Linked DNA regions of Mus musculus: all the other regions are linked to region 1. Evidence: chromatin contacts called from public HiChIP or PLAC-seq and promoter capture Hi-C data. All regions are on one chromosome and are shown on one strand. Each heading gives the region's core, a stretch centred on a gene start, on an enhancer-like site or on the middle of the called end of the contact. The rest is flanking DNA. Distances are from core to core; before and after follow the strand shown. Region 1 holds the start of Pfkfb4 (6-phosphofructo-2-kinase/fructose-2,6-biphosphatase 4). Region 2 holds the start of Dusp7 (dual specificity phosphatase 7). Region 3 holds the start of Rrp9 (RRP9, small subunit (SSU) processome component, homolog (yeast)).

What was found. Promoter capture Hi-C pulls out the DNA fragments that hold promoters and counts their contacts. HiChIP or PLAC-seq counts read pairs in DNA pulled down with a chosen protein or histone mark.
Region 2: a promoter capture Hi-C map of pre-B cells shows a contact between it and region 1, with 3 times the contacts expected there. The contact joins the promoter of Dusp7 here to the promoter of Pfkfb4 in region 1. A contact is called at or near these places in 2 of 39 promoter capture datasets (cranial neural crest and pre-B cells).
Region 3: an H3K4me3 HiChIP or PLAC-seq map of fetal liver shows a contact between it and region 1, with 8 times the contacts expected there. The contact joins the promoter of Rrp9 here to the promoter of Pfkfb4 in region 1. A contact is called at or near these places in 1 of 39 promoter capture datasets (liver), 1 of 484 Hi-C or Micro-C datasets (B cells), 1 of 115 datasets of contacts at active chromatin or transcription factors (fetal liver) and 1 of 9 other capture datasets (liver).

Annotation. Positions count from the first base shown.
Region 1 is chr9:108,990,335-108,993,295 of GRCm38.p6, forward strand. It overlaps Pfkfb4 (6-phosphofructo-2-kinase/fructose-2,6-biphosphatase 4), which reads left to right and starts at 1,568. Exons shown (of 14, transcript NM_173019.5): 1 at 1,568-1,778. The coding sequence starts at 1,682.
Region 2 is chr9:106,367,104-106,370,064 of GRCm38.p6, forward strand. It overlaps Dusp7 (dual specificity phosphatase 7), which reads left to right and starts at 1,529. Exons shown (of 3, transcript NM_153459.4): 1 at 1,529-2,220. The coding sequence starts at 1,695.
Region 3 is chr9:106,475,727-106,478,687 of GRCm38.p6, forward strand. It overlaps Rrp9 (RRP9, small subunit (SSU) processome component, homolog (yeast)), which reads left to right and starts at 1,583. Exons shown (of 15, transcript NM_145620.4): 1 at 1,583-1,708; 2 at 1,945-2,027. The coding sequence starts at 1,622. It overlaps Parp3 (poly (ADP-ribose) polymerase family, member 3), which reads right to left and starts at 1,223. Exons shown (of 11, transcript NM_145619.3): 1 at 767-1,223; 2 at 73-256. The coding sequence starts at 249.

The DNA.
Region 1 (2,961 bases), core at 318-2,817:
ATGAACTGACCCAAAGCAGAGACGTGAAAGGAAGGGATGTGGGCCAATTGTGAACGGGGTCAGCCTTGTTTTTCATGTCCCTAGCTTCTGGCTGGGCATATGTGAGGCAGGAAACCTGCCAGGGGTTTGGTGGAGGGCATCACTAGAGGGTAGTGAGATCGAGATTCAAACCCTGTTGCTGGGGCCTGCACAGAAAATATACAGTTTGGAGAGGCGGGGCTGAGCAGAAAGAAGAGGCCTGAGCTTTCTGGAGACTGGTGGGGGTCAAACGCAGAAGAGTGACTTCCGAACACCACCCCTCACTGGCCTCTAAGGGGTCATGTTCACTGGGGGTCGCCCAGCTGGAGAATTCGTTCATATGGTACCACTTTAGCCCTTAAGCCTGAGCTGCCAGCCCTGGCCCTGGGCCCTTGTCCCAGTACATTTTCAAAGGCAGAGAGGGAGGTAATATAATGAATGAGAACGCCCACATGTTTTTAAACAGATTTCTGAGGCTGACACATTTAATCTGTACCACAGTCTTGTAAAATTGATGACGTCTGCATCTCATTTTCCTGATGAAGAGACAGAAGCTCGTTAAAAAAAAAATTCATTATTAAAACACTAATTGGGGCTGGGGTTAGCTTACTTAGCATACACAAAGCCTTAGGTTCTCTAGGTTCGATTCCCTGCATAAACTCTGTGGAAACACTGGAGCTTGGAAGGTGAAAGCAAGATGAGCAGAAGTTCAAGGTTATCCTCAGCTACACATTAAGTTCCAGGACAGCCTGGCAACATGAAACCAGCCCTTCTTCTCCCCCCCAAAAGAAAGAAAAACCAAACAGCAATAAAATTATAATTGGTAAAATATAAATCCTGGGAAGAAAATCAGAATACTGCTTAGTGAGACCCCAAACAGCTTGTTCATATATTTCAGAGATTTAGCCTAAATTCCCCAGCAGCCAGGCCAAAACATGGTCGATTTTGAGATGTATTCTGTGTTTATGTCCCTAAGAGAAGGGAACTTTTTCTGTGTGGTTGAACAAGTTGTTCTTGTGGACCCGGGAAGTTTCAAGGCTAAAAGCAACCGAGGAGGAACGAAGAAGGTCCAGGAGGGCGCAGCGGTGGTTGACTTCCAGGGCAGCAAGTCAGTCATTAGAGCCATTCAGGGACAAGTGCCACGCTGGTCCAGACTATCCGGCTCTGAGGATCACGCAGGCCTGCTCAGCTTCTCCGTACCCTTCTCAGTAGGCGACTGTGAGGTCACATTTCTCAAGGGAGTAAGAGGCCACACAAGCTTTGGGGCAGGGCTGCAGCACCCTGGGCGGGACCATGAGTGGGGCCTATGCATATAAGAACAATCTGGTTGAGTACAGTAAACTTCACATCCGGGGCGGGGTCTGCATAATCCGGGTGTCAAAGGTAGCTAGTATTGAGCATGCGCGTTATCAACTCTGGTTTGACGGATGGGGCGTGCTTAGTCCAAAAGAAGCTATAGTAAAATTGGGCATGCGTAGTCGTAGGCCAGTGCCTCTTTAGTTTGGGTGGAGCCTATTAGTTCTGGGGCGGGCCTGCGAGAAGATTGACAAGAGTTGGAGCCGCTAGAGGGTGGGCGGGGCCGGAGGGGCGGGACCTCGGGTGGCCCGAGGTGGCCCGGTTGCTGGGTGAGTAGCAGCGCAGTCCGATTCATCCCAGCCCAGGGATGGCGTCTCCACGGGAACTGACCCAGAATCCCCTGAAGAAGATCTGGATGCCGTACAGCAATGGCAGGCCCGCTCTGCACGCCAGCCAGCGTGGTGGTAAGACCGGGGTCCTAAAGGAGAGAGAGAAGGTGAACCCTGATGGGTGGGTAGACGGCCTAGACGAGGGTCTCGAGTGAAAAGGCAGGAGACTGGTAGAGAAGCAGGCACCGGTGAGGCTATTGTAACTGGTGGGCGGAGTCGGGGACAGGTGAGAGGCTGAGAACAGGTGAGCGGGAGTGACCGTGGTACCGTGACAGTGGCCCGCAGAAGTGTGGTGAAGCAGGAGTGGGGACAGATGTGAGGGGACATCTCAGTCTGTTGGAGACTGGGTCTGACCCAGTGGATAGGCACCGACCCGAGCTGTTTCCAGTGCCTGTGTATAGAAGAGGACTTCGTTTGTGGCCGTGGCTCTTTACTCTCTCCTGGCCACAGAGTGGGCTAGCGGGAAGTCTGGCTGGAAACTGAGTTGTGTAGCTCCAGACAAGGCAGTTGGCTTCTTTGAGCTGAGAACTTTTGAAAGCCTAGCCATGGGCTAGTTAGTAGTCCTCAGGTACCCCTTGGTTTTAATGCCAAAGTTTTAGAGGAACTTTGGGGGAGTACAGTTGTCAAGATTTGGACAGTGGGAACGGCACACCATATGGACCTATATCTGTGCCCCTGGATGTGGAAGCACCCACTTGAGTTCACTGTTAAATAACTGCACAGGAGAGTCAAACATCAAAGAACTATGCTGGAATTTGTGAATTGCGAAGTGACTTACCTCTTCTGGGATCCTGAGTGTTCTCATCTACTTCCTTGGCTTTTCTGTTTGTTCTTGAACGAGTCTGTAATTTTTTATTGACAGGGAAAAGAAAAAAATTGTTTTATAAGTAACTCAAATATTGTAATGAATTTGCAGCTTGGCAAAGACCTCAGAGAACATCTCGTACAACTGGTGGCGCAGATATGGAAATGGAGATCAGGCTGTTGTGTGATGTGCCAGGGTCTCCGTGCATTCCTAAAGGCTGCTGTGTGTGATAAGGGAGGGGAGGGTCCTCTACGCTTCTGTGGCCAAGGCCAGCCTGAGGCCACGACTTTGACCATTACCATAATGAGAGGGGTTGGGAGTGGGGAAGGCGTGTGTTATATGATCATGACTTGGGTCCTCCTAGAATGGCAGTAGTTCAGAAGCAGACTGTGTTCCTGTGGGTGGTGGCTCTGACCACAGTATGGGTACTGGTGGAGCCATAGCTGTGCAGAC
Region 2 (2,961 bases), core at 279-2,778, 2.6 Mb before region 1:
GAGAATTCCAGGACAGCCAAGAGTACACAGGAAACCCGGTCACCACTGCTTAGCGCTTAGCAAAACTGAAACCAAGAAGGGAGACTGGTACTCAGGATATACCACACATCACCAATTGGCAGGACAGATTGGGACTTAACACTTGGCCTCTGGAAGCTGTCTACCAGCTGTGTCCAGGACAGTACTCACAAAAGGGTCAGCTCTTTATATCTACAACCCCTCCTGACAAGACCCTCCCTGGCTGCCCTACTGTGGCCTTTCTCTAAGCGAATGTAGAAGAGGGCTCCTGCGGCTGAGAAAAAAAGGGAGGGGGGAGAACATTTAATTGGGAGATGGAGATTGAAACTGTAGCCCGATCGGACACCCCTGACACCGCAATCCCGGGTTAGGGTCAAGTTGGCTCAGAGATGACTAGCCCGGGACGGAGTGAGGGACTAAGCCTCAAGTTGGGATCCCCAGCCTGTTAAGAGAATGCACTCGGGGCTTGGGAGGAACAGCTCCCTCCAAGGAAAGACCGCCTTGGTCTGGTCAAAACCTTGCGGTCGGTCCTGCCGCTTTGTTTGAGCCCTACCTGCAGAGCCACGTACCTCCTGAGCCCCACCCGCCTGAGAGCCCGAACAGCACGCTGGACGAGGCCCCGCCCACTTCCAGCTGGGTGGACCCGCCGCGGGACCCGCCTCCTTTCCCCGCAGCCTCTTTCGGCGGCGATTGACTATCTGCCGAGCGCGTGCCCGCCTACCGCGAAACTTGATTGGTGCCTGGAGAGAGAGGTAGGCGAAGGGAAGCTGATTATGGAGCGCTCCCTCCCTCCTACCCGCCCCAATAGGAAAGTCACGTGGCGCTTCACTCCGGGCCAGTCACCACCGCACTTGTAAAAGCTTTCTTAAAGAGCTCGCGTTCCCTTACCCAGGGTTGGTCCTTTCAGAATTCCTCCACTTCTGCCTGCGATTTGCGAGAGCGGTCCTTGAACACCCCCCCCCCAACCCAAGTCACCTATTCCCTCAGCAGACCCTCCAACTCAGGTCTGGAACCTATGGCCATCAAGGGTTGGGATGATGCGGTCATCTGAAACTAAGACCGCCTAACACAGAGCACGACACGTAGTAGGAATTCAGTTTCCATTTGTTGAATGAACGCTATCAGAGAATGAATGAGGATAACAGACAAGAGGAGGGAAGACTGGCTCTGGGTGACCGCCCCCTGCCCCCAATCCTGAAGAAATTCTGCTTCTGTAAATGTTAGGTGGGGTCCCAGTGCAGCCTTTCTGCAAGGCACAGATGTAGGCGCTCAGCCAGAGATCTGCGAGGCCGCCTTGGCTCGCCCCTGGGCAGGTGGTAGCCAGGTCCCGGCTAGGCGGGCCCGTAGGAGCCGGCCGAGGGCGCTCCCGCGCCGCTTGCGGGGGAGGGGCTGCGGAGGCGCGGTGCCTTTAAGCCCAGGCGCCGGCCTCACGGCCCCGCCTCCCGGAGGACGCCCGGGCGCGCGGCCGCCGGAGCCGCGGTTTAATTGGGGCTGTCAGGCCGCGGCACGCGCGGAGGGCCGGCCGGGCGGGACTGAGGCCGGAGGCTGGGAGGCCGGGGCGGCGGGCGCGCGGCTCGGCGGGAGGCGGGCGCCCGGAGACGCGGCTGGGGCCAGCGCGGCCGGGGCGCCGTCCCAGGGCTGGGTTGCCCGGCCCCGGCCCCGGCCCCGGGATCCCCATGAAAAACCAGCTCCGCGGGCCCCCAGTGCGGGCGCACATGTCGACTTCGGGGGCGGCGGCGGCGGCGGCGGCTGGGGGCACTCGGGCGGGGTCGGAGCCCGGTGCGGGATCTGGGTCCGGCGCAGGCATCGGAGCGGGAGCGACGACGGGAGCGGGGGCCATGCCCTGCAAGAGCGCCGAGTGGCTGCAGGAGGAGCTGGAGGCGCGCGGTGGCGCGTCCCTGCTGCTGCTAGATTGCCGGCCGCACGAGCTCTTCGAATCGTCGCACATTGAGACGGCCATCAACCTGGCCATCCCGGGTCTCATGCTGCGCCGCCTGCGCAAAGGCAACCTGCCCATCCGCTCCATCATTCCCAACCATGCCGACAAGGAGCGCTTCGCCACGCGCTGCAAGGCGGCCACCGTGCTGCTCTACGACGAGGCCACGGCGGAGTGGCAGCCCGAGCCCGGCGCCCCCGCCTCCGTTCTCGGCCTGCTCCTGCAGAAGCTGCGAGACGACGGCTGCCAGGCCTACTACCTCCAAGGTGAGGACAGAACCTAGACCCCAGGCGGTATTGGGGCTGCGCCTCTGCTCCCTGGCGCCCTCGCTGCAGGCTGTTTCCTTTCCACTCGCTTGGCCAGGCCGGGCGCCACGTCGCCCCTGGTCCGAATCCGCCCTTCTGGGAGCCATCCCCTAAGGTGTGGATTTAGCCAGGCACAGGGAACCCGATCTGTGTTCTCTTTCTCAGCACCGTTCAGTGGCTGAAACAAACTTTCCCTTTCCTATTTAATTTTTTTCTCTGTGGATGGGTAGACAACAGCGCACAGGCTCCAGTTGAGCTCGGAGGAAGGGAGAGATCGGTACTGGAACCCAGAAAAGAGCAGGGCCCACAGGAATTTATGTCATTAGGAAGATAGGATCGGGAAGGTACCTTTTTCAGTATCACCCACCCTCCAGTGCATGGGCCCGTTTATGATGGTTTCTCTGGGATCCCACTATGGCCCCTATCAATCAGAATCACGGCTTGGAGGCACTTCTGCAGATGTGTGGGCAGTGGCCCAGGTGTGAGTGTGTGTGTGTGTTGGGGAATGGGGAATGGGCCTCAGTTCGCTGCCCCTGAGTTTATGGAAGGGGGAGACAGGCAGCTTGCCTGCGGGCCAGGGGGTGAGGGGAGCTATTGGCTGCAGCCGGTGTTTCCAATTAACATTCCAAAATGGCCTCTTGCTGGCAGCAGACAGGCTGGGAGGGGAGGGGAGTCCTGCGGCACCCTCGGGTGCCGCAGGGC
Region 3 (2,961 bases), core at 333-2,832, 2.5 Mb before region 1:
ACAACACAACAAAACAAGCAAACAAAAACAAACAAACAAAAAGGCTGCGGTCTGAACATGGCTTCAGCTCACCTGTATCCCGGGGTTCCGGCTGAATGGACATGAGGGGTCCACACGGATGACCCGATTATCAGCAGGTGCTGCTCTGAGAGCCTCGGCAGTGGACCGGAAGCTGTCCTCCTCCTCTGTCCCTTGTCGCCGCTTCTTGGAGCCCTCAGTCTGCACAGAGGCCTTTCGTTTTGGAGCCATGGTTCTCCTGGGGCAAGAGGTAGGGAGCGTTCAGATTTGCCCTTTAGGAGGCTGGCCTCCTACTCCTTGGTTTACATATCCCCATCTCCAAACCTGCACTTTGTACCTCAGAGATGCAGAAGCTTAGAGCCCGTCAGTTCTGCCCACCCTGGAGTTAGGAAGCAGTTGGCTCGAGGTGTTCCCCGAGGCAGCAGAAAAAGTGAAAGCCGGCTCACCCCACCCACGCTGGGGCCCTTCCCCTTCTAGAACATTTCCTCCTCCTGTCAGTCATCTGGCTAGGTTGCTGGGCTGAATCATCTGAGCTACAGGGGAAGGACCCTATAAGTTGCCCTTCTGCAGCTGGATCTACCTCTCTAGAGCTTAGGACCAAGTGGTGTAGCCTTTTGCTAACAGTCCTGAGTTCTGGGGTGCCAGCCAAAGTTTCAGGCTTTCAAGTGCCAGAGAGAGCAAGAGCCACTTTAACCTCACCCTTCCCTGCCCTGCAGAGGACTCTAGGGCAGGGCCAAAGGACACTCACCCAAATGAAACAGGACCCTGGAAGAGGTGGCTGTTATCCAGCCCGGTATCAGGAATGCTGAATGTGCCTCCTAAGAAACAAGTTCCAAGTCTGGGATCCCATCTAGCGACCCTTCGTGAGCCTTCAGCTAGTTTTTGGTAGGGATTTCCCAGCAATCACGTGAGGAGGGGAAAGAGCTTGGGGGTGGTGTAGAATTCCAGCTTTTGGCCGCTAGTGGGGTGAGTCAGAGGCTGGGTAGGCTGAGGTTGGTGGCCAGTCCCAGAGATGAAATGACAGTAATGTAGACGTATCCAAAGCCGCTCGGACTGACTGGCCCCTCATGCAGCTTTGACTAGGCACATACAGCATATATCCATTATTTGCCCGGTGATTTTGGCTCTGGGTTCGGATGCTGTCTCCTCTCCAGAGCTGCCTGAATTCCATTCCTTAAGTTTTAGAGTCTGGTTGTATTAGCTTCAATCGCTGTTCCAGCGGAAAAATCACAGAACCCCGCACCTCTGGCTCCACCTTGTGGCCATAAGACGCAAGCACCGCATGCCCTCCTGGCCCCACCCCTCCCTGCTAGTCAGGCGTTAGCAGAGCGCAAGCGCCACAGGCCCAGGCCGGAAATCGCAAGAGAGACTTGCTTCCTACTCCAGGCTGGCGCCGGAGCCTATAGGAGCTCTTGAAGGCGTGTCCAGCTGCGTCGGTCCAATAGACGTTTGGGGGCGTGGCAGGATCTTCTCAAGGGCCCAATGGAGCTGCGGAAGGTGGGGCCCGCTGCGCCGTGGGAACCTATCAGGGCTCCGGGTCTTGCCATGCGGCTGGGGTTTAGCAGCCATGTGAGTTCTTCGGGGTAGCGGCACCTTGAACAGTATGTCGACCGCCGTGGCAACTCGTAAGCGGGCAAAGCCAGCTCCCGGGCCCGGGGCGGCTCCGGTGGCCGGCAAGCGGCGGCGAAAGGTGAGCATGGTGTACTCTTGGGCGCGACCGATCTAGCTCCTGGGAGAGCCATCGTTCCATCCCAGGGCCCCCATCGGGGCAAGTATCTTTGCCAAGGGCTCCGTCAGAAGGAAGCCTACATCTCTTTTCTTCTATCCACCAAATCCTGGGAAACCTTCTACTTGGCCAGGGCCAGGTGCTACTTGCCTCTCTCAGTCCTGGGCCTCGTGACCAAGAGAGGATCGTTTGATTTCCAGGTAGACTCTGCTGCGGACAGGGGCAAGTCCAAGGGTGGCGGCAAAATGAATGAAGAGATTTCCAGCGATTCTGAGAGCGAGAGGTGAGTTTTTACCGGGAGGAAGGATAAACGGAGGCTCGTGGTGACTAGAAGACTCAGTGCGACTGGCAACAGAGCTGGGTGTTTGGCTCGAGATCCTGGGTCTACCCTCCAGTTTCCGGCAGTGAGATATCGTCGTTTATCTCTGATGTGTCTATGGGGAAGACGCTGGGCTCCTGTGGGAGGGAGAGCTTGGGACCTTTTTTCGCTTTATGACATGGAGGCAGGCACAGGTCTGGATTGATTGAGAGGCAAGGAGAGAACGGTACAGAACACATCCTCCTGTTCTTAATTCCATCTTCACACAGTACCACAACGACTGGTGTCCTTGGGCACCTTTTTGAGATGAGGTCTCTGTTGTTTTGCCCAAGGTGGCCTTGATCTCCTGGGTTCGAATGATCCTAGGCTTCAGCTTTGTACTGTCACATATGTAGCCTTCCTAACATTAGGGTCTTGTTTCACTGTTGCGAACACGGGTGAGCAGGCAAGTGGAGAGAGGCCGTGTCAGTGTCTGCAGGTGTGTATCTTGGAGACATGTGTTGTGAGAACAGAAGAAGCCTTTTAAAAAGTTGAGCCTGGAGAGACGAGGAGTGTCCTGGAGCGGTAGGGAAGAGGTTCAGGGACCAGAGACAAATCTGGGGTATTAGTGTGCCAGGGTGGAAGGAAGAAAGGATAAACCGGCAGGTGATAGGTACAGGCCAGGGTAGCCGTGAACTTAAGAGATCTGCCTGCTTCTGCCTCCCGAGTGCCAGGATTACAGACCTGGCTATCAGTTCTGCTTCTAAAAGTGAATATGTGGTGCCTTAATTTGCTCAGCTTTTTTTTTTTTTTTTTGGCAAGGTTTTTCCACGTAGCCATGGCTGTCCTGGAACAACCTGTATAGATCAGGCTGGCCTTAACCTCAAAGACATTGCCTGCTTCTGCCTCCAGGACCTGT